2 separate regions of the Sus scrofa genome follow, and region 2 is linked to region 1. A link is a contact called in public Hi-C data. All regions are on one chromosome and are shown on one strand. Each heading gives the region's core, a stretch centred on a gene start, on an enhancer-like site or on the middle of the called end of the contact. The rest is flanking DNA. Distances are from core to core; before and after follow the strand shown.

Region 1 (4,668 bases), core at 675-3,174:
GGAAGTAGAGGCAGGCTACCCTCAGTGCTGGAGGGCCTTCTGAGATGCTGCGACCTGACCCTGGGCTGGAACAGGGGGATGAAGACAAGCCTGCTTCCAACAGGGACGATGGCTGTTTTGACTTTCGTGCATGGTACCCATCTCCCCCCCTCCCCCGCCCCCACCCCAGTGTAGGATGGTGGAGAAGGAGGCCTGGGGTGGGGCAGTGACTGCTCTTGTGGGGCTCAGGAGGCAGTTCTTTCTCAACAGGGATGCTGTGGCAGTGAGAATGGTCACACCGACCCCAGGTGAACAGCAGCCCATCCACACCCCTTCCTTCTCTCCACAGCTCAGAGGAACAGGCTGGGGTGCCGCTGGCGAGCACACAGCTTGGTCCTGCCTGTCAAGACCCTCAGTTAAGACCCTTCTCCAATAAATAAAGCCAGCCCTGTCCCCCCTGCCCCAGACATGAAAGCCCAGCTGCTTTCAGAGGTGGGAGGCTGGGCTCCGGAGAGGAAAGCGCAGCTGCCTTTCTTGCTCTCTGCCAAAGCTAGCTTAGCCAAATCCCTAGGAAAATGCTGCTGCACATGAAACATGAAAATGCAAACCACAGACAGTCTGTCCTCCTTCCCATACACATGTTCAAACAAGCCTGCTTTCCAGCCGTTGCTGATGACTTCTGCATGATGAGGTCATTTCCATGGCTCAGCCTGCGGCTTTTGCTCTCCCTTCATTATGATGAGCCAGTTTCAACTTATTTGACCCATATGTGTAGGCTCAGGGGCGCAGGGAAGAAGTAACAGCAAAGCGTGATCGGGGTGTGAAGCCCACCCCACCCCGCTCCACAGGAGCCAAGCAGAGCCACCCCGGGGATGGGCTGCCAGACTCAGGTCGACAGGGTACATCGTCAGGGCCCTCCTGGAGCTGGGGGTCTCCCAGGACTTGCATCTTCTTTCCTCCTTTTGGAGACCTTCCCCTGGGTGGATAACACCCTCCTCAGCCTCGCGTCATGGTGACCAGGGAGCAGGCCAGAGGCTGGAGAAGAGACCCAGGGCAGGGAGTCCACTGTCCCACGCTACACGATGCTGGAAGTACCCAAGTGAGGGCCAAAGAGACCTCCAGATCAAGGAAAAACAGGGCTGAAGGGTGTGGTCGGCATCCGACTGGAAGCTTTAACCGCCCCAGAGCAAACCTCCAAACCACTAATTACCTGTCTAAAGGAAAGAACAGAGATGCCACTGGAGACAGAGGAGAAGCAGACGCTGGTTTTAGCAAGATCCTAGCTCGGGCAGGCTCTTTCCCCACCCACCCACTCAGTCTTCTGAGGCCCAGGAGAGGGTCTGACAGGACTTATCGGCCTGGCAGCAAATTTAGTGACTCTGAGTACAGCCCCAGGGGTTACATCTATGAAAGGTGGTCCTTTAAGGGTGGGAACGGCTGCTGCAGGATAGCTGTGGGTGTGCAGCACTCCCCACAGTTCCATCTGAGCAAAGGATGAGAGCTGATATCTAATGACGATGGAGCTGCTGATTTACAGCCCTGGCCTTAAAGCTGCAGGACCCACCCCTGCGTGCAGGAAGAAACTGTTCTGAGGTCGAGCTATCAGAATGAACCCTCAGGAGTCCCAACATGCAGCCTCTCTCTCGACTTCCTAAGGCATCTCCTCACTTCACTCTCAAAGGAGCACAGGTGCCTGGTCTTGGTGCAACCCTGAGCACCCGCCATCCAGGCTGTGTTGGTAGGAAGGAAGGGGAGGCCACGGGTACAGGATACAGCCCCTCCCAGGAAGCCAGGACTACCGGAGTTCTAGGCCATCACTCACTGAAAAGCATATCAGAACCCAGGCTGCCACAGACAGAAGTGGAACCAACTGTACGGTGGGTGATCAGCCCCTGCCCGCTGGTCCTGAGGAAGTTGGCTTTCTGCTGACTCAAGCCTTAAGACTGCCAGAGTCCTGGCATCTTGCCCAGGCTGAGAGAGAGACACAGAGAGAGAGAGAAAGGAGGGGAGAGAGAGGAAGAGAAGGAGGGAGAGAGAGAGGGAGGGAGGGGAGGAGAGAGAGAGGGAAGGTGGAGAGAAGGAAGGGGGGATGAGGGGGAGGAGGGAGGAGAGAAGGAAAGGAAAGAGATGGAGGTGGGTAGAGAAGAAGGTGGAGGGGGAGGAGATGGGGGCACTGAGAGGAAGGGAAGGGGGGAGTGGGGAGAGAGGGAGGGAAAGGGAGTGGGGGAGAGAGGGAGGGAGGGGGCAGAGAGGGAGGGAGAAGGAAGGAAGAGAGGACACTGGTCTTGTGGTGGCTATTTCTCACTAGCTCGGGATCTAGTCACTTCTAAATAGGCTCTGAATACAATGGCTGTCCCGGCCTCATGGAAGCTGTGAGTCTAAATGGAGAGCTTAACAGTGGCCTCTGCTCCCAGCTGGTAAAGGGAAGCTATAAGGGCACAGACGAGGAACACGCAAGGGAGCGGAGGCGCAGTGGAAGGAGAGCCAACCACAGAGCCAGAGAGAAGGGCAGAACCCAGACCCTAGGTCAAGAGTGTTACTCAGTGGGGAGGGCCATTTCCATCTTGAAGTTTCTGCTAGTTGTAATTCCACTGTCCTTCCAAGCCCCAGGGAGAAAAGTGACAGAAATCTGCCATCATTAGAGCTGACTATAGGACCTCTCTGGAGAAGAGCTGTACCAACTGGCTCCATCCACAGCTTAGCCTCATCCTCGGGGCAGGCATTCAAAGCAGGTGAACAGAGAGGATTGTGCTCCAAAGACATAGGCCCTTGGACTGGAGCAGGGGTAGGCAAACTTCTGTACAAATTTGACAGTGGGAGTTCCCGTCCTGGCTCAGAGTGGACGTGGGTTCACTCTCCGGCCTTGCTCAGTGGGTTAAGGATCCGGTATTGCCATGAGCTATGGTGTAGGTTACAGACATGGCTCGGACCCAGAGTTGCTGTGGCTGTGGTGTAGGCCGGCAGTTACAGCTCTGGTTTGACGCCTAGCCTGGGAATTTCCATATGCTTTTGATCCTAAAAGAGACACACACACAAAAAAAAACCAACAATAAAACAAATTTGACAGTAGATGGTTTAGGCATTTCAGGCTACACATAGCCTCTTTAGCATATTCTTCTTAGTTTACTTTTTTAAAAAAGAACACTTTAAGGAGTTCCCATTGTGACTCAGTGGTTAACAAATCCGACTAAGAACCATGAGGTTGTGGCTTCGATCCCTGGCCTTGCTCAGTGGGTTAAGGATCTGGCGTTGCCGTGAGCTGTGGTGTAGGTTATAGACGAGGCTCGGATCCCGAGTTGCTGTGGCTCTGGCGTAGGCCGGTGGCTGCGGCTCCAATTCGACCCCCAGTCTGGGAACCTCCATATGCTGAGGGAGCAGCCCAAGAAATGGCAAAAAGACCAAAAAAAAAAAAAAAAGAACACTTTAAGAATGCAAAAAACATTCTTTTTTTTTTTTTTTTTTTTGTCTTTTTAGGGCTGCACCCATGGCATATGGAAGTCCCCAGGCTAGGAGTCGAATTGGAGCTGCAGCTGCTGGCCTACCTCACAGCCACAGCAACACATCTGCAACCTATACCACAGCTCATGGCAACGATGGATCCTTAACCTACTGAGTGAGGCAAGGGATTGAACCCACATCCTAATGGATAACAGTTAGGTTCATTACCACTGAGCCACGACAGGAACTCTGAAAAAAACCACTCTTACCTCATAGCCCATAGAAAAGGAAGCTGGCCAGATATGGCCCACGAGCTGCAGTAAACTAGAGCATGTACGAGCTCTGGGTGCTGATCAAACCACACATTCAGGCAAGGCCTGCCAGGCCAGGCCCTATTCCCCGCCTGCACAGCACCAGGCAGCTACCCATCCAAGAGCGGCCCAGTGTGGAATCTGCTCGCTTGACTATCAGCCTGAGTCTTCATTTGTAAATGCAAACGAACTAACATTCACCGGACATTAACAGAAAACCAGCAGCCTGAAAAAGAATGACCAAAATAAACAACAACCAGAACCAGATCCCAGAGGACACGGGATCACTGAAGGTTCAGGAGATAATTTTTAAAACAATTCTAATTAGTGTGTTAGAAAAAGTCAACCCAGTTTGGCCTCTGTGAAGCAAGAGCAAGATGTTATGAAAATGAAATAACCAGAGGACCAGAGAGAAGAAAATTAAAAATGTGGCTCTCAAATTAAAACCTTCACCACTGGGTCTGGTGACAACGGAAGACAACCTACCAGACTATAGAAAGAAGGGACACAGACGGGAAAAGGGGAAGAACAAAAGCAGCATATGGGATACATCTAAGAAGTCTAACAACTAATAGGATTTCCAGTAAAAGGAAATGAAGGAAACAGAAAAGGAAATCATCAAAGAAATAATAGAGGAAAGGTTCAGAAAGAAAGGCTGACATAAGACTTTAAATTAAAGGTCCAAAAGCACCCAGCAGAGTGAATGGGGAAAAAAAGGTCCAATTTAGACACAGCCTTACAAAACTCCAGAACACTAAAGGTAAAGAGGACAACCCTCACTTCCAGAGAAGGAAACTAAGCAAGCAAAACAACAACAAAAAAAATGAAGTTAGTTGCAGAGAAATGAGAATTACACTTAGCAACAACAGATGTTTTAAATCAAGAGATCAATGCCTTTAATGTTTGGAGGGAAAATCAATTTACTAGTATTCAGTCAAAC
Region 2 (4,752 bases), core at 979-3,478, 240 kb before region 1:
ATCCTTTTCTGCTCTATAGCAAAGTGACCCAGACATACATTTATATACATTCTTTTTCTCACATTATCCTCCATCATGTTCCATCACAAGGGATTGGATATAGTTCCCTGTACATACAGCAGGGACCTCATTGCTTATCCACTCAAACGTAGGAGTTAGCATCTACTAATCCCCAACTCCCACTCCTTCCCCCTCCCCTTTGGCAACCACAGGTCTGTTCTCCAAGTCCATGACTTTGTTTCTTTTCTGTAGATAGGTTCATTTGTGCCATATAGTAGAGTCCAGATATAAGTGATATCATATGCTATTTGTTTTTCTCTTTCTTGTGATGGCAAGTTTAGAGCAAGGGAATTGCTTCTGGGTCCTGGCTTTTCTCTCAGTGACTCAGTTGGCGGACTAGAACCCATATAATGACCCCATCCTGCTCCCTCCTCCTGCTGTAAAGGTTCTAGTGATTGACAGATGGCTGTACCCACATGTGTCCCCTGGGCCCTGGAGACTGCATCCTGGGCTCTGTCTCTCTCTCTCCCAGAACCCATCCCTAGAAGCCATGGAACTCATCTGGAAAACAAGGCTGGAGACTTGTTGTTGCTCTTTTTACTTTATTAGTGGTGGCTTTTATTCCTGCCTCCCCGAAGAGGAAAGCGGATTTCCCGGTGTGTGGGCATGCTGGGAAGAGCCAGGTGCTCTTATGAGAGTGTGGCTGAGAGCATCCTCTTCCCATGGCCAGCGTGCCTGCCAGGAGACAGGGAGCGAGCTCTCTCCTGATGAAAGCTGTTTCTTCTTTGTCCAGTAACTGGAGACTCAGGCAGCTAGGAACTATGGATAGAACTCTTCAGAGGCCAGATCAGCTGCTTGACCCTGGGATCAAGGTCCACCCTTCCCCCTTTTCAGAAGGAAGAGCATGTAGAAAGGAGACCTCGACTCTGGTACTTCTCCCACCACTAACTGGCTGTGCAACCTTGGACATGTTATTTAGCCTCTCTGGGCCTCCGGTGCCACCTCTGGAGAATAGAGTGAATGATATTCTGCAGGTGATGATCTTCTAGGTTTCCTGGCACTTAATTCATTCATCTGAGAGTTTGCTGAACATCTGCCATCTGCCAGGCATGCATTAGATGGAGGACAAGGCAGTCAACAGAGCATTCGTGGTGACACTCCTTCATGGGCATGGATGTTGGAGGTCAGAGTTCCTGGGACTTCTGGAAGGCGACCCTTGAAATTGGCAAGGGGCCTCTGGAGAAGACAGTTCAGCCCCGAGGTGGGATCCCCAACCTCAGCTTGTATGGCTTCCCATGAGGTCCACCAGAGTCCTGGGCCAAGGGATTCTTCCTGGGAGGTTTTCTTGCCTCCCAAGGGGCCAGGAGCCCCCTTTGGAGAGCTCAGCGGCTTCGCCCAGCTCCTGAGGGAAGAAACCCATTGCCAGCCTATGCCTCTGGCTCTTCGATCATAGTTGATTACAATTCTATCTGACCATGCCCACACCCAAGAAAGCTTTAGAAAAGTAGGCAGAGGCTGCAGAGCTGGGAGAATCTTCTGGCAAGGAGCTTCTGGCAAGAAGCACCTGGCCCACTGCTGTCACAGCCTGTCACCTAAGCCTTGGTCGTTTCTTGCCATTCTCCTGTCACTCTCAAGGGGGCAGTGTGGCCTGGCTGAAGGGACTGGAGGGCAGGTTGTCAACCAGGTTTTTGGACAAGGAAACTTCATTCTAGTTCTGTCTCAGCCACTTGCGGGCTGTGTGAACTGGGGCAAAGCACTTTATGTCCCGGAGTCACGGCAGTGTCATCCCTAAGCTGGTACTAACCTCACGGGTCGTGGTGGAAATGAAATGAGATGATTTGTGTAAACGTTTGGTAAATTAACGAGGCTCGGGTCAAAGGTCAAGTGTTGAGCTAGGAGGAACTCAACGAGGGAGACAGACCCAGACTCAAGTCATCAGTTGCACAGATGCCTGTCCAAGGCCTCCTGTCTGAGTGCTTATTCCTCCCCGCCATGTCCTCCCACTGGGCACGGCCAGATTTGGCTAGACTCAGCTGTGCCCAGGACTCTGCAGCTGCTCCTACTCTGTCCCCAACTCTGAGTCTCTGGAGCCAGGCTGCAGAGGAAGCTGCTTTGGGCTCATTTTTCTGCCCAGAGTGGACTTCCACACACCGCCCCCCCCCCGCCCCTCCTCCTGCTAGTGGGGTTAAGATCCTTAGAAAGAGAAAAGGAGGTCGATGAAGGGGTTCTTGAGTGCTCTCCAACTGGGCTGGCAGCCCACAGACCTTGTCACCATCCCCACAGCTGCGGGAAAACAATGCCCCAGGCAGCCAAGGGACCCTGCATCCACATGTGGTGGCTGCTTGTGAACCACACACTACAGCCAGGAAGGCCCCATTGGGCCCAGGGTCCCTGAGCAGCTGCAAAGTGGCTTTTGCCAGGAAACACCATGCTCTCCCCCCCGACCCCCACCCTGCTGGCACAGAGGGCTAAGAACTGCATGGCACTTCTGCTTGCAGAAAACACCACCCAGCCCCTAATCACAAGTTCCTTCTCTGTGGCTTCAGAATTCTCTACAATCATTAGGACGGTGATTTTTTTTTTTTTCTTCCTATGTTCTATTCAGGGTCTCTGTCTTTCTATGAGGACCCAAGACTGGACAGAAAAGGGGAATTAGCCAGGAGGATGTGTGAGAAATCAGAGAACAGTAGAGCTGGCAGGGGTCTTGGGGAGTTTCTGCTACTGCCTCTGTGTACCCTCAAAAGTCCCACTCATGAGACCTCTGAGGCCCAAGGAAGTCAACTGGCTAGCCCAGACCTTCCAGTAGGGGGCAGCCTAGCTGCCTGGAAAGAAAGGACTCACTTGCCCTTCACCACCTCCTTAGATTTTACCAACTCCCCATTCCTCCCGGCCCACCCCCCGGCCTTCCTCCTTCTCCAGGTGCAGGAGCCTCACCCTACTGCAGATACTGCACCACAGAGCTCTGTGCCCCTCTGGGTGGGGATGGGATCTCGGAGATCCTGAGATGGAAGGAACATGCACTGTGCCAACACACAATGGAAGGAAGGAAGCCAAGGGATGTAAGTTCTTTCCCCTGTGAAGGCAGAAAGGAAAGGCAGGAGGTTCTGCAAATGCTCCATCTCCTCCATCTCTCCCTGTGTTCTGTCAGTCAGTCAGCAAACACCCGCCCATCCATGGAGCACAGTTGACAAAGCAAGGACCTGGCCTTTTCCTCCAGAGGAGAACCATCAAATGGCATCTCCTGACACCCTGAGGACTGCTGCAATGGTGACAACAAGGCAGTGGGTCAGCCTGCGCAGCTGCCCGGAGGGGTGGTCGAGAAGGATGACTTCCCAGCTTTGGGAGAGTCACAAACCCTTTAGAGAAACTGCTAAAAGCTATGAAGACTGAACGTTCTCCTTCCCTAAAGCTTTTGTGCACATTCACTCAAAATTAAAAAATGGCACAAGTCCTGCATGTCAGCCAGTCTGCGCGTGCCCAGAGCCCAGCTGAGGACGCTGTTCTAGACTGTCTCATGCACTCGGGGCAGGGCGGCCACAGGGAAATGATCAGCAAGTTGGGCCGACCAGACAGCAGGGAACAGGGCCAGGCCTGTTAGCCCTTAGCCATCTGAGCCCAGAAGGGAAGCAGCAGGCTGGCAGGAGCAGGCCTGCTGCTGGGTCTCCTTAGCACCCTGCCCTGGTGCCCGCGTGAGCAGGGAGGGACTAGGGACTGTGTGGCACGTGGCCTGCTGCTGCCGTCAGCCAGAGAGAGCTAGCCGAGTGGAAATGCCGGCGCCCCTGCAGTCTCCTGATAACAGTGCTAAATAAAAGTAATTTTCAAGTCACCAGTTAACAATGGCTGAGCGCACTAGTGGTGACCATGGAGCGATCGCTTACTGGGCTTGCTGTCAGGGGACAGCTCTGAAGAGCCACCTGGCCCATGGTCCGCGTCCATACAAGGATGACCTGCAGAAAACAGTGTCCAGGCTCCATGGAAACATTTGCTCCTCCAAAGCCCTGGTGCTTTTCCTGTTGGAGAACCATTCTCTGTGGAGCAGGTGGGCTCCAGGGGCTTCTGGCCGAGAAGCCCTTCATGCAAGCGTCCAAACGTGGCTGGACCACACATCTCCTCCCCTCTTGGCTCTCCCCTCCCCCCAGCTCCACACACAAGGCCTGCCAGCCCCTTTCCTCTGGGCAGCAGCCTGCTTCTCATTGCTTCAGGCCCTTTGCCCTGTGGCCACACCCAGTTGCCCACAGCAGCTTTCACTTCCTAAAGCACTCACAGCCCAGCCTAGGACTGGTTCCAAACTCACTTCCTCCCAAAGACCTCCCCAGATGGACCTGCTGGGCCCATTACCCTGGATCCCTTGGCCCTGACCCAGACCAAAGGACTACTCACTTCCAGCTCCAGGGAACACTGCTCCCCACACAGTAGGCTCACCTGCTGCGCTTTTCTTTGCCACAGTCCCGTGCATCCTGATGTGCTCGGCATTCCTCGCTGGACCAAACTTGTCAAGGAAACTGCCTCTTCTAGACCCCAATCTTCCTTGGGAGGCCACCCAGTGTAGGAGAAAGAACATGAGCTTTGGAAGTGGCTGGAACAGTCCAATTTTGGCTCCCCTACCTCTTAGCTGTGTGACTTCAGACTTTGCCCTGCCTCTGTTTTCTCATCCATATATAGGAAACAAGGATGCCCATTTCCCTGTGTTCTTTGTAAGGATTAAAACAATAACCGTTGGGGAAATAGCTGGAACAGGTTCTGAGACCTCAT

The links. A called contact is a pair of places that touch in the nucleus more often than the background predicts.
Region 2: a Hi-C map of retroperitoneal adipose tissue shows a contact between it and region 1, with 1.5 times the contacts expected there. The contact joins two enhancer-like sites. A contact is called at or near these places in 2 of 47 Hi-C or Micro-C datasets (embryonic fibroblasts and retroperitoneal adipose tissue) and 1 of 2 datasets of contacts at active chromatin or transcription factors (skeletal muscle).

The regions. Positions count from the first base shown.
Region 1 is chr9:53,411,902-53,416,569 of Sscrofa11.1, reverse strand. All of the region lies in intron 2 of DCPS (decapping enzyme, scavenger), which reads right to left. Among named protein-coding and RNA genes, the nearest start is that of DCPS, 13 kb to the right of the region's middle. Within about 2 kb of position 1,924, at least 43 of the 83 cell types and tissues checked have an H3K27ac peak or open chromatin away from gene starts, as enhancers often do. A contact at or near this core is called in retroperitoneal adipose tissue, where this site is marked.
Region 2 is chr9:53,653,692-53,658,443 of Sscrofa11.1, reverse strand. All of the region lies in intron 2 of KIRREL3 (kin of IRRE-like protein 3), which reads left to right. Among named protein-coding and RNA genes, the nearest start is that of ST3GAL4, 180 kb to the right of the region's middle. Within about 2 kb of position 2,228, at least 3 of the 83 cell types and tissues checked have an H3K27ac peak or open chromatin away from gene starts, as enhancers often do. A contact at or near this core is called in retroperitoneal adipose tissue, where this site is marked.